Linked DNA regions of Sus scrofa: region 1 is linked to region 2. The links are chromatin contacts, called in public HiChIP or PLAC-seq maps. All regions are on one chromosome and are shown on one strand. Each heading gives the region's core, a stretch centred on a gene start, on an enhancer-like site or on the middle of the called end of the contact. The rest is flanking DNA. Distances are from core to core; before and after follow the strand shown. Region 1 overlaps FGGY (FGGY carbohydrate kinase domain-containing protein). Region 2 overlaps FGGY (FGGY carbohydrate kinase domain-containing protein).

The links. HiChIP or PLAC-seq counts read pairs in DNA pulled down with a chosen protein or histone mark.
Region 1: an H3K27ac HiChIP or PLAC-seq map of alveolar macrophages shows a contact between it and region 2. The contact joins two enhancer-like sites. A contact is called at or near these places in 2 of 2 datasets of contacts at active chromatin or transcription factors (alveolar macrophages and skeletal muscle).

The regions. Positions count from the first base shown.
Region 1 is chr6:153,016,784-153,022,712 of Sscrofa11.1, forward strand. All of the region lies in intron 6 of FGGY (FGGY carbohydrate kinase domain-containing protein), which reads right to left. Among named protein-coding and RNA genes, the nearest start is that of FGGY, 190 kb to the right of the region's middle. Within about 2 kb of position 2,383, at least 2 of the 83 cell types and tissues checked have an H3K27ac peak or open chromatin away from gene starts, as enhancers often do. A contact at or near this core is called in alveolar macrophages, where this site is marked.
Region 2 is chr6:152,829,173-152,835,464 of Sscrofa11.1, forward strand. All of the region lies in intron 14 of FGGY (FGGY carbohydrate kinase domain-containing protein), which reads right to left. Among named protein-coding and RNA genes, the nearest start is that of HOOK1, 120 kb to the left of the region's middle. Within about 2 kb of position 3,194, at least 15 of the 83 cell types and tissues checked have an H3K27ac peak or open chromatin away from gene starts, as enhancers often do. A contact at or near this core is called in alveolar macrophages, where this site is marked.

The sequences.
Region 1 (5,929 bases), core at 1,133-3,632, 190 kb after region 2:
GGAAATGAACCCTACTAGTATCCATGAGGATGAGGGTTCAATGTCTGGCTTCGCTCAGTGGATTAAGGATCTGGCATTGCCGTAAGCTGCAGTGTAGGTTGCAGAAGTGATTCGAATCCTGCATTGCTGTTGCTGTGGACGGCAGATGCAGCTCCAATTCGACCCTTAGTCTGGGAACCTCTATATGTTACCACTGTGGCCCTGAAAAGCAAAAAAACAAAACAAAACAAAAAAACAAACAAACAAAAAAACAAAAAAACCCCACCACAATGCGGCCACCTTCTGGAGGTGAATGTTGGAAGAAACACTTTTCTGGATTTTCCAAGTTTTCTACACTAAATATGCATTAGGTATAACTTAAAATTTTAAAAGATTAAAGAATTTAATTTTTACCTACTAATTCTAACAATTATACCTAACAATTTATAAAATGCACAAAATAAACAGTTTCCTTGTAGTGTTTTTAAAATACGTATATTCTAGAGGGAAAAACATGGAAACATTTATGTGTTCAACCTTGACACAAGGGGTAAAAGTATTACAAGATGAAACATTATGCTATAATTAAAATTATGCTTATAAAGAGCATATTGGGAAAATGGAAATATGAGCATGTAACAGTATTACTTGAAAAACTGCAAGTCACAAACTAGTATTAAATCAGGGTTTCCATTGTGTCAAATTATCCCCAAAAGGCAAAGTTGGTTAAAATTCTATTGGGGTATTAAGGTGAGGACACTGTTCTCTGCTTTCATTTTCTTTCTAACCTTTCTCTGGTTTACTTTGTTCAAAATAAAAGAAAAACATTAAAAAAGGAGAAGGTAATGCGGGTGTTACTAGATAGCCTTTTCAGAAACCAACACTGACACAGGCTCAAGATCACATTTCTGTGAAGTTCACTTGTGAAAGGGCCTCAGTCAAAGTCAGGCTGGGGAGGAGCCTGGGGATGGCAGTGGGAATGGTGAGAAGACCATTTAGAGGTGGGAGGGCTTAATGAGGTGATAATGAGCCAAGGTGGTCCAAAGCTCCTTAAACCCTTCATGTATCAAGTGTCTCTGGATAATTATCAGCTCCAGGAGTTTCTGGAGCATTAGAGCAGCACCAGCCCAGGCAGGTTTTATCTCCCCCAGGCTTAACTGAGAGCCTCAGTAGCTACAGATCTAAGCTCTGAGGAACTGAGAAAAAAGTTCAACAGATCTTCTTGAAGGCTGGAGAGTGGAAAGCCACATCAATGTTTGGCGTGGAACTGCCTGAAAAACCTACACCAGGTACTGCGCTTGTGCTGAGGCCACTGCAGGTGGACATGTTCCTGCCCTCGTGGAATGTATAATGTAGTAGGAAAATAAAACCCATAATTACTAACAATCCATGAAAAATTCAAATGTAATGAGTGTTATAAGAGGAAGTGCAACAGATTTGTGGTTTGCATAGATATGACACACAAATTCAACTGTACACAGGATTCAGGAAGCAAATGAGAGATGCAGAGAGAAATTAAACAATATAAATAATGCAGGTGGTTTACTTCACCATGGCACTCAGGGAACCCAGCCCTGGAGTGGGATGTAAATAAACTCTTCCCTGGGTTGGCTTCAGCTCTGATTTTCTCAGTGTATCTTCTTTTGCTACACAGGACTCTAACCAGCCCACTGCATACAGTTCTGCAAGCACTGAACAACTTTCGGGGGTGCCATTCGTATCATGGTCTACTTACCTAATGCCCTTGAAGTGCATAAACTGCTTGGCTGAATGTGATCTAATTTCTTCATAAACCTAGGCCCTAAAATAGGTCAGTATACCAAAGAAAGAAAAATAAATAAATAAATATTGGAATAATTGCCTGTGCTGGTCGGTCAGTTTCCACTTTGGAGCTTGCTTCCTAAGGGATTCTGAAGGATACATCTGGCTGAAAAAACTCTCACAATATGTCCTGACTTTAGAATCAAGTCTTCCACTGGGATGGGTTCCACCACCCCTTGGGGAATGTAAGAGTGATCTGGTCTACTCAGGAGAGCCTCCCTGTAGGTCATTGAGTCTAGAAGGCTGAGTAGCAGAACTTATCGAGGAAGAGAAGCCAGGAAGCATGGCTGGTGGAGAGAAAAGTATTGGTATAGGTCCTAAAGCAGGCAAGCATGGACTCTGTTTAAGGAACTAAACCTGGGACAGAAAGAACAGGAAGGAGGGAGGAGCCTACTCGACTTATCATCAACCCAAATTTACCAAATCTGTAAGCCTCCTTCACTTACTGACTCCACCAACATTAACCCAGAACCTACCTTTAGTAAGCGCCTTGCTCCCCGAGCTCTCTGAACCCCAAAGGAAGCTCTTTCCCTTTGAGTCACACCATTCATGTCTTCCAGCTTATATGGCACTTAGTCATGGGCTGTCACTTCCGTTCCAGAAACATTCACGGGTTGTCTACTATGTGCCCAGCACAGAAAACTCTCCTGGGCATGGTGGTGTTCTGCATTTCCCTTATTCTCCAGCTTTTCTCAAAGGTTCGGGTCTCAATTCTTTGCCCAGTCTGTGCACTCCTTTTGGGCAAGGCTGTCACTAACATATCCACATACCTGGCAGAGTGCCAGGCTCAAAGTAGATGCCCAATACATTTGGGGAGGTGTTGTCATATGCCTCTTATTGGTGGAGAGCCTGAGGTGCAGGGGGTGTTAAGTGAAGTGACAGAGGACACATTATCAGCGACCAAGTCAGGTGGAGGGGATAAGTCTCTAAACGGGGAAAAGCTAGATCGGAGTCCACTGTTTGCTTGCTTTTGAAATGTTGTCAAGTCACTTTCCCACAGTGGTTGAGAGAAAGTTCTAGAACTAGATTGACTGGTTTCAACTCTTGCCTTGGTTGTGTGACCCAGGGCAAGTTATATAACCTTTCCATGCCTCTGTTGCATCATCTGTAAAACAAGAAGACTGTTGAGTGCATTACATGAGCTGTTACAAATAAAGCTCTCAGAAGAGTTCCCAGCATACAGAAGGTGCTCGATAATGTCACCTGATGTTAATATTCTTGCTGTTTTTCCAAACTTGATGAGTCACTATTTTCTATTAGTTATGATTAAATTCAGCTATAAACCCACAAAATAGTGACGTAAAAAAGAAACAACAGAAATAAATTTGTTTGGTAAAAGAAGCCCAAAGATAGAAAATCCAAGGCACTTATGGTAGCACCACAAAAACTCCTATTTCTGCCAACCCTGTGGAATGGCTCTTGTCTTCCTTGTCTAAAATGGGCACAAGAACTTCAGTCAGCATACCTGATTCAGGTAGACAGGAAGGATACCCTTTTAGACAGTCCCCTTATCCTGCTTTAAAGGAGACCTCTCGGGAATACAGAACACTTCTGCCAGCATCTCACTGACTTAAACTTAGACGAACATATATAGCTGCATGGGAAGCCAGGAAATATAGTCTTTAAAGAGCCCTATATCCAGCTAAAAGTCTGAATTTTGTTAAAGAAAGGAAAAAGATATAAAAATTAGGTGGGCATGGAGCCGTCTCTGTACCACTAGCTAGTGATGAAGCTATGAAGTCGACCTCAGTATTGTCCAGTTTTTTATTGAAGCTTTGGGGTTCATAAGAAATCAAAGGACATTTTTTCTGAGCACATTTTCTCAAGATCTATAAAGCTGCCTCGACTTTAATTATTTTGAAAGCATATCTCCCTTAAGGGAAATGTAACTCTAAGGGTCTGATTCACTCTAAATTATTGAAAAATTGATTTTTTAAAAAGGTGTTTGCTAGCCAAGACTTTTTGAACCATCTTAGTGAGCTTAAAAAAATAAAACCACTAACTCTTTCTTTTGAGGAGTAGAATCATGTCTTCACCAATAAAAAGAGAAAAACTGAACCCCCAGATTAAAGTGTTTGCATATTCCTGATTGATACACATTCTTCATCAAGTTTTTGACTTACAAAAGATAAAAGCCTGTATTCTCATCACTATTGTGGTGAACTTTATTTTAAAACACATATTATTTACTTCATATTAATTATGTATTATCAATAATTTGTGTGCTTTTTATTGCCAAGTCTTTAAAAATAATGCATGTGATAGTGAATCTTCATGGAGGCATTACTTACTGAAGCATTTTTCCAATCCTAAGGATATAGATGAGGCTCATAAAAAAGTCAAATCTGTGATTGAACATCCCTTTCAAATAAACATTATAGTCCTGAACAAATGCACTTTTACTCGCTGGCAAGCCTATTAGACTTCTACTGTATCCCAGAGACAATCTGTAAGAAGCTGTTGCTTCAAGACCAATGGAAAGAAAGATGATGGAGCAGGTTCACTGAGCTAGAAAAAAGGGCAGGAAGCAAGGATACAAGGCAGAGTGCAGAAGATACATCGGATCTGGCCACGTTCAGTGAGATGAGTCAGAAAACCAGGAAGCCAAATGAAAAATGCATGGATTGAAATGACTGGGGATGTAATTTACTGGTAAAAAGCATGAGCTTTTGGAGTCAGAGAGGCCTGGTTTTGAATCTCTGCTCCTCCACCAAATAACTAGAAGACTTTGGGGGCAGTTATGTAATCTCTGCGAACCACGATTTCCATTTCTGCAAAGCGAGATAACAATAATATGTGTACCTCACTGGTGTGTCAAAGTTTAATTCATGTAAGTGCTTGGCAACAGTTCCTGGCACATAATACACACTCAACAAATGATAACCCTTATCAGGACACTGTTCCCTTTCCTTCTTTTTTTATCCTATACATCCTCCCTTCGAGAACCCTGCATCCTTCAACTTTGATTCTTTATAAAAGCCAAATCGCTGGAGGTATGGGTGAGAGTGATGACTATTTGAATTCCTCTCCCTAGGACTCCTAATTTCATTGAAGTTGTAATAATACTGAGGAAATTGCTTTAGACAAGGGTTCCTGCTCTTGCTGTTGATTGAAACTGTCACTATCTGCTAAAAATGAAAATGCAAATTTTGAACAAAGCCAAGGTTTCAACTAGGACAGGAAGCCAATGTTTAGGTTGGCAAAAATGAAATGAAAATGCCACTTAGTGCGTTGGTACAGTAGAAATACTTCAAAAAACAAAGAACGAACATCAAACTAGATAAAAAGGAAAAAAACAATTTATGACTTAAAGAGAACAGTAAAAAGTAAGGCTATTTGGGTAAAGTTTGACGTGATCATTGCAAATTCTGGAGAAGACTATTTATCCTCATGGGGCCTGCCCATCCTTTCCAGTAACAACAATAAATTAAAAATCTGTTTTTTTTTTCCCATTATCTATGTGTACATCTGAGGCAGGGGCCAGGTGTATCTTCATCATTCTCTATCTCTAGTACCTTGTACAACAATGCTTGGCACATGGAATACCCAATAAATATTGGTTGAAAAATTAATAAATGAATAATACATGAAGGAGTGATTTTCATCAATATTTCTCTCCATGTCATCCTAAGACTTTTCTTGGATCATTATCAAAACTTGGCCAAAGCTACTGGGAAGTCACTACAAGTAGCAGCGGGATTTCTGATCATCTACCAATGCAGAAGATGAAGAAGCGGAAGCGAGCCAGGTCACTGACCCCTCAGGAGGCAACAGCCGAGGGAAATCTGAGAAATCATCTATTCCAAGAAGCCTCAAAGTGCAGCTGGAGACCATCGCCTGGGAACTTGCTGGACATGCCAGTGCCGGAGCCCCATTCCACGTCTTCTGAACTGGAAACTCCAAAGGGAGTCTGCCATTCAGTTTTTTAAGAAAGCCCTCCAGGGAGTTTCTATCATGACTTAGTGGTAATGAAACCAAGTAGTATCCATGAGGATGCGGTTTGATCCCTGGCCTCACTCAGTGGGTTAAGGATCTGGCATTGCTGTGAGCTATGGTGTAGGTCACAGACATGGCTCAGATCCCAGCTTGCTGTGGCTGTGGTGTAGGCCAGCAGCTACAGCTCTGATTA
Region 2 (6,292 bases), core at 1,944-4,443:
GGTCGCTTCCCATGGCATATGGAGGTTCCCAGGCTAGGGGGTCTAATCGGCGCTGTAGCTGCTGGCCTACACCACAGCCACAGCACGCCAGACCTGAGCCGCGTCTGCGACCTACACCACAGCTCACAGCAATGCCAGATCCTTAACCCACTGAGCGAGGCCAGGGATCGAACCCACAACCTCGTGGTTCCTAGTTGTATTCGTTTCCGCTGCGCCACAATGGGAACTCCCTGTATTTATTTTTTAAGCTATCTCTTACACTCAACTGTGAATGTGCTGAAGATTGGTACAATGGTTATTTCACACATCACTGTATCTAGGGGAATATGTGTTGAATGATGTACAAATATTTACCAAGTGGTCCACGCCAATCTCTGCGTTAGGCACTAAAGGTATGGAAATAACCCAAGAAAGATTCTTACCCTTGAAGCATTAAGAGATCTGTGAAAACGGACTAAATAAATAAATAAATAAATAAATGAATAAATAAAAAGAAATGGGGCATTCGTCCCTCACTCCCAAAGTTTTTTTTTTTTTTTTTTTTTTTTGTTTTTAAATAAATCCAAAGACATAAATAGAGTTAAAGCTTCAGTAATCTTCTAGCACAAAGCCCCGTTGTGGGGGGTGGTATGGATATTCCAAAGCTCGAAAATGCCAAGAGGGATTCAGACTGGTGGTGTTAAGCCCCCAACGTAATCAGAAATTCCCTTTGAAACGTACAGTTGAAAAAAGAAAGAAAAAGAGAAAGAAAAGGAAGGCCTTTCAGAGGGCTAGCTCGCTGACTCCTCCCAGAATGGTCTGATCCCCTCGGCTGCTGAAGCAAGAGGTCAGATCCCCAGACGGAAAATTAATCTCTAAGAGTCGCTGGATAGAATTTCTAATTCACCAGTGCCAGGACACGCGGTCTGTTTCCAGCCAAGGAGGACAGGGCTGAGGCTTTAGCTTCCCTAGCCCACTGTACACAGTCAAGCCAAGCTGACACCACCCCCCAGGAGCCCACAGCATCCAACAGTCAAGTGGACACAGGGGTCTCACTGAGAGTCCCTGAACCCACCTTTCCCAACGGGTTCCATTTTGAAATACTGTGTGATTGTATTATTATTAGAGTTAATTAATAATTTTGGGTTATTGCCTTTGAAACCGGAGTCCAGTGCTTCTTAAGTTCAAATGAGACCCTCCAAGGCTGCCATGTGGTGGGGAAAGGGAGGGAGTGACACAGCAAAGAGGAGACACGGCTCAGCTTCTATCTGTTTGATACACTGGCCTTACAAATGGTCCACAACTTTACATTCTGTGAAAACCAGAACCTGATTCTTTCAGTGTAAAGATGAGGAAACTGAGGGCCAAAGAGGTTGACCTCTTGTCCTGGGTTATACATCGAGTTGTTCAGTCACTGAACCAACAAGTGAAGCTGGGGTATGTATCCTTGAAAAAAGAGTAACTGAGACTCACAAGGAACAGTCTGGGGTGGGGCCGGTATGAACACGGAAAGCTGTTTGCAGAGACAGGGCTAAGAGCTAAGTGGGGTTAGCTTGGATTTTACCGGCTAAGGGCTTCCAATCCACATTCCTCCAGTGCAGCACCGTTCCTTTCAGTGGCTGGCTTTTTGGGTAACCAGCCTTCTCAGGCAGCTCAGGGGGAATATGCAATCTCTGCCAACTTCACCTCCATGGTAATACAACACCTGCTCATGCCATACCTGCTACCAGTTACGGATAAGGGAGACTGGGATCCTTCCCGGAAGCTCACCCCCAGGTGGGGTAAGCCGACACTGAAACACCCTAGGGCAGCACTGCAGAGAAGCAGTGGTGAGGGGGTGCGTGTAGACGTGGGCCCACTGTGAGGAGTATCCCAAGGCAGCTTTACAGATGGGTTCCAGTATTATTCCAGTGAGCAGTCCACAGGCTCAAAACATGGCAGGAGTGTATCTTACTAGCTAGCTAACCTTGGGAAAGTACTTAACCTCTTTGTGATTTGGCCTCCTTATCTGTAAAGGCCTCCTTATCTGCAAAGCACAAGACAGATCAGGACCTCATGGGATTTTTGTGAGGATTAAGTGAGTTAATCCATAGTCATACACACAATGACTGCTGACACTTCCTGACTACCCTCTGTTATCGTTTCAGGAGCCCCTTGAAGAGAAGGGTCCCAGTCCCCACCACACCACAATATGCCAGATTCACTAAAGCTAGCGGCTTCCTCATCGTCTAAGCACTTGCTCGAATCTCCGCTTTAGGATTGTCTGTAATTTTCTCCTCCATCGATTTCTGTCTGTAGCCGTTAGTCCGCTTCCTAGGGTGAAAACAACTGCTGTCATCCAGTTATCTGAACCAGCCTGGCCTGTCCGGATCCCTCCTCATCAGAGATGCCGACAGCTGAAAGTGACATGGCCAACTTGGTAGGAGTTTCAGTCTGATCAACTCCATCCAACACCCAGGCTCCTCTGGCCAAAGTGTCAGCTGAGGGGGAGGGGGAGGGGAAGGGAGGTCAATTGTGAGGTGGGGTGAAGCAGTTGCTGGCTTCCCATCTCAGCGGCCTTGTCTCAGAAGGTGCCTTGTCAGTCCCCATGTCCCCAAACATGTAACACTCTACACAAAGGCACTCTGGTGAAACAGGATAACTTCCTAGGGGCATTTAAAGTGTTCCCTTTCAATTTCAGGGAGTCTTCAAAACTGTTGGAGATACATAATAAATCTTTGCTGTTACTCCCAGGCTTGAAATAATTTACAGGCTTTTTTTCTTCAGCAGGAAGCAGTGTTATCATTTAAGAAGCACTTAATGTTGTTCATTTTTTAAAAATGAGACTATTAGCTTATTACATAAAAAAAAAAAAAAAAAGATAGATAAGAGTCAGGGGATGTTGGGCAAAGGATGCTCCCAGGACTCCTGATCCAGTTTATAGCAATCTGTTTCTAGCTGACAATCCCTACTCCCCATCAAGTGTGGCCCTTACATACTAAGCTTTCTATTGTTACTCCCCAGTTGGGATCCTTCCTAGGACTTGAGTGGATATCTTTTTTGCCTGTGTTATTCTTCGGCTTTCATTACCAACTATCTGAAAAGTCCACTTCCTGCTGCTTCTCTGCTCTCCCTAAGTTAGCATTTCCATTTCAAGCCCTCCGTCTTATACAAAACCACACTTCTCTTTCTTGCTTGTAGCTGTTACCAGGGAGCAGCTTATGTAATGGTACTCTCTGGTTTCAGGTTGCTTCATTTTTATTCTTCTAGCCTGACTGTCAGCTCCTTGAAGGTGGGGAACCTGCCCTTGTTTTTCCTCTTGTTCTTTTTTTAAACCTGTAAAACATTAGGCCCTCTCTCCTAAAATCCAATCCTTTGATGTCACCAGTAGAAACAGTGTATTTTCTGTACCAGACAGAAAACAGTGTATTTTTCTGTACCAGACAGAAAAACCTGTATTCAAATATTCAGCTTGAATATTAACAGCCAGTCTGACCTTGGGTACGTTCTTTTAATTTTCTGAGTCTGTTTTCTCATTTGTAAAAATGAAAATAACAAACTTCGAACATAAACTTATTATGAGAACTACATGAGAAACTTTAAATGTTGGTTCTGCAAGGAAATTTCTAAGCGACCAGAGCAATATGAGTTACACATGCAGCTTTCTTGTAATTTGCTTTGAAACAGGAAGAAAATTTGGAAACCTTGAGGAAGAGATATGTTTCAAGAAACATAAACTCTGAGACATACAGACTTCAATTCCTCATGCCATTACTTAATAGCTGTGTGACTTTAGGGAAACTGTTTGCCCTTTCTGAGTCTCTAAATCCTCACTTGCATGATGAGAATAATCACATATATAGTATGGTGAATGGTCCAGAGTGCTGGTTCAAGAAAGAGGAGTTTCTATTCCTTTTGACTAGACACTACCTTGAACTGTGCCCAGCTCTGACTTGTAATCCAGTCAGATCTCCTCCGGAAAGTGGTAAGTTACGTATGGCTACAGGCTCCAATGCCTAACTCAGAGCGGGGTTACTCAGATCTGGGCATTCGCTAAAGTTGCTTAGGTCAATTTTCGTCCTTTGCATGCCACTTAGTCAAAGTGGACTGCTCTCCATGGTAACCAGCCACCCTTTCTCCCATTGGCCTAGCTCATTCCAATGGGAGGGGGGAATGGATTCACCATAAGGATTGACTTCTCTTTTAATATTTAAAAGCAACTCTATTACTCAGAATCCAGTCAGGAGATGAGAAGCCACTCTAGGTCGTTCAACAAGAACTGAGTGCAGGAAATTTGTTCATAGAAGACAGAAGAAACTAAAGCCGGGCAGATGATGTTGAAGGAACTGAAGAGATCAGCAAAGGCCAAAAGCTGCTACTCCTCTTAGGGATCAAGAGATGATGGGAGGCATTGGAGGGACCAGAGCCAGGGGCTGGTGATGCCAGGCTGGAGGTGAAACCAAAGAAGGGCTGAGCGGTCAGAATGGGGCAGCTGCTATAGTGAAAGAAACAACCTGACTTCTCCCTGCTTCCCGCATGTCAATCTTCCATCAGTATTTCCCATTGGCCAAACTTACTCAGTGGCCAGCTGCAAGGGAGCCTGGGAAATGCAGTACACAGCAGGACAGGGGTGAACAAGCCATCGGAGAGCAAGCAGGCAAATGAGTGGCCCAGCCATCTTTCAGTAACATATACAAGGTGCTAGTACAATGTGTGATTTATGGCCAGCTGCTAATGGTAGGTATCATCATAAATATCATTCTAATTTTGTATAACTCTCACTGAAGGTTTAATCATACCAGTCACTGTTCTAAATGCTTTCTATATATTATCTCATTTAATCTTCACAACAATCTCATGAGGCACGCACTCTTCATAGCCTCATTTTTACAGTGAGAAAACCAGCTTAGGTCAAAAGGATTGAACTAATGTACAGTTATAGCATCTGAACTCAGGATTGGAACCCAGATTTATGTGACATCTGAGTCCTATTTATTACTTATAATATGAATCATACAGCTCGCAGTAAAAGGGAGGGTCCTAGATAAGCTGAAGATGAAATTTGTCATAATTACTGGGAGGATATCTTGAAGACCTACATTTCCAGGGCTGAAAGCCTAGAACACTCTGTGAACATTAAATTTGCCCTTAAAAAGTAGAGACCAAGAACAAACTACATCACTTAATGCATTTTGTGATAGTCCATGGCGTTCCCTCTTGAAGGCAACAGCGTATTTTTGCTATGAGGATGCCAAGTTCAGTGGCCTCTGCAGGCCTGCTGTTTACTGACATTTGATATGCTTCAACATCTGTTGCCCTTCTCGATTGATGGGTGCTTCATTTTAGCACTTCCCTGATGCCAGGCTGGTAAAAGCTTTAGTACTGAGGTCCTCTAAGACACTCCTAGGTCAGTGACACAGCTTTGTTTGTGAAGCTGGCCGGCGGAAGGAACATTCAGAGAAGCGTGGTAAGGGACATGCCATCCATCTCCCATGCTGGATACTTTCAATTCTACCTCTGGGGGCCAAGCAGCAGCTCCAGAAAGTTACAAACCCAGGCAATTCTTAATCTGAAGTCGAGTTGCAATGTCTTACTCTGGACTCAGCAAGGAAGTGTATTCTTCAGCTGCTTCTGCAAAGTTCCATGGAAGGATTTCTAGGTTTGTTTTTAAAAGACTGGCAATTTTAGAATTTGGTACCAGGGAAAATGTGGTCTCTTTTGACTCTGTGCATACTATATGACTTGACCTATTTCCCAGTTTTATGTTGGCTGCCTGGAAGCTCAAAGTAATCCCCTTATTTATGGGTCAGAGACCCACAGGCCAAAGCTGTCCCAGAAATCTTCTTGGTCTGGCACTCACCAATGCAGGGTTAAAACAATCTGAATTTCAACATCCTTAGGCAGGGTGTGCATCTTCCAGTCTGGAAGAGGATGAAATCATCTTGCCCTCTGCTTGTTTCTATGGACCAACCTGGCACCTGAGGGCATCTATATTTGGGGACCCTCTAGTCTAAGGACTAGAGGTATCTTCACTCTCTACAGGGCTTAACTTGTGAGTTTTATTTCACTTAGCTTTATTCTGCTTAGTCATCTATTAGAAGGTTCCTCAAATCCTTTATGGAAGAGGAATATGAGTGATAAACTCCTAAACAAATCATTTTCTTCCCCAAAGAAAACTGCCAAGATCGGTATAAGCAGCTGCTTTTCCACTGCATCTGCGGGCTGACATTCCTGGTGAGTGACTCTGGCCCCACCTGGTAAAGGGCTACCATGGCTGTAGGCTCAGTTCTATCATTCCCTCAATCAGGAGAAAGGACCTCTTCCTCACTAGCAA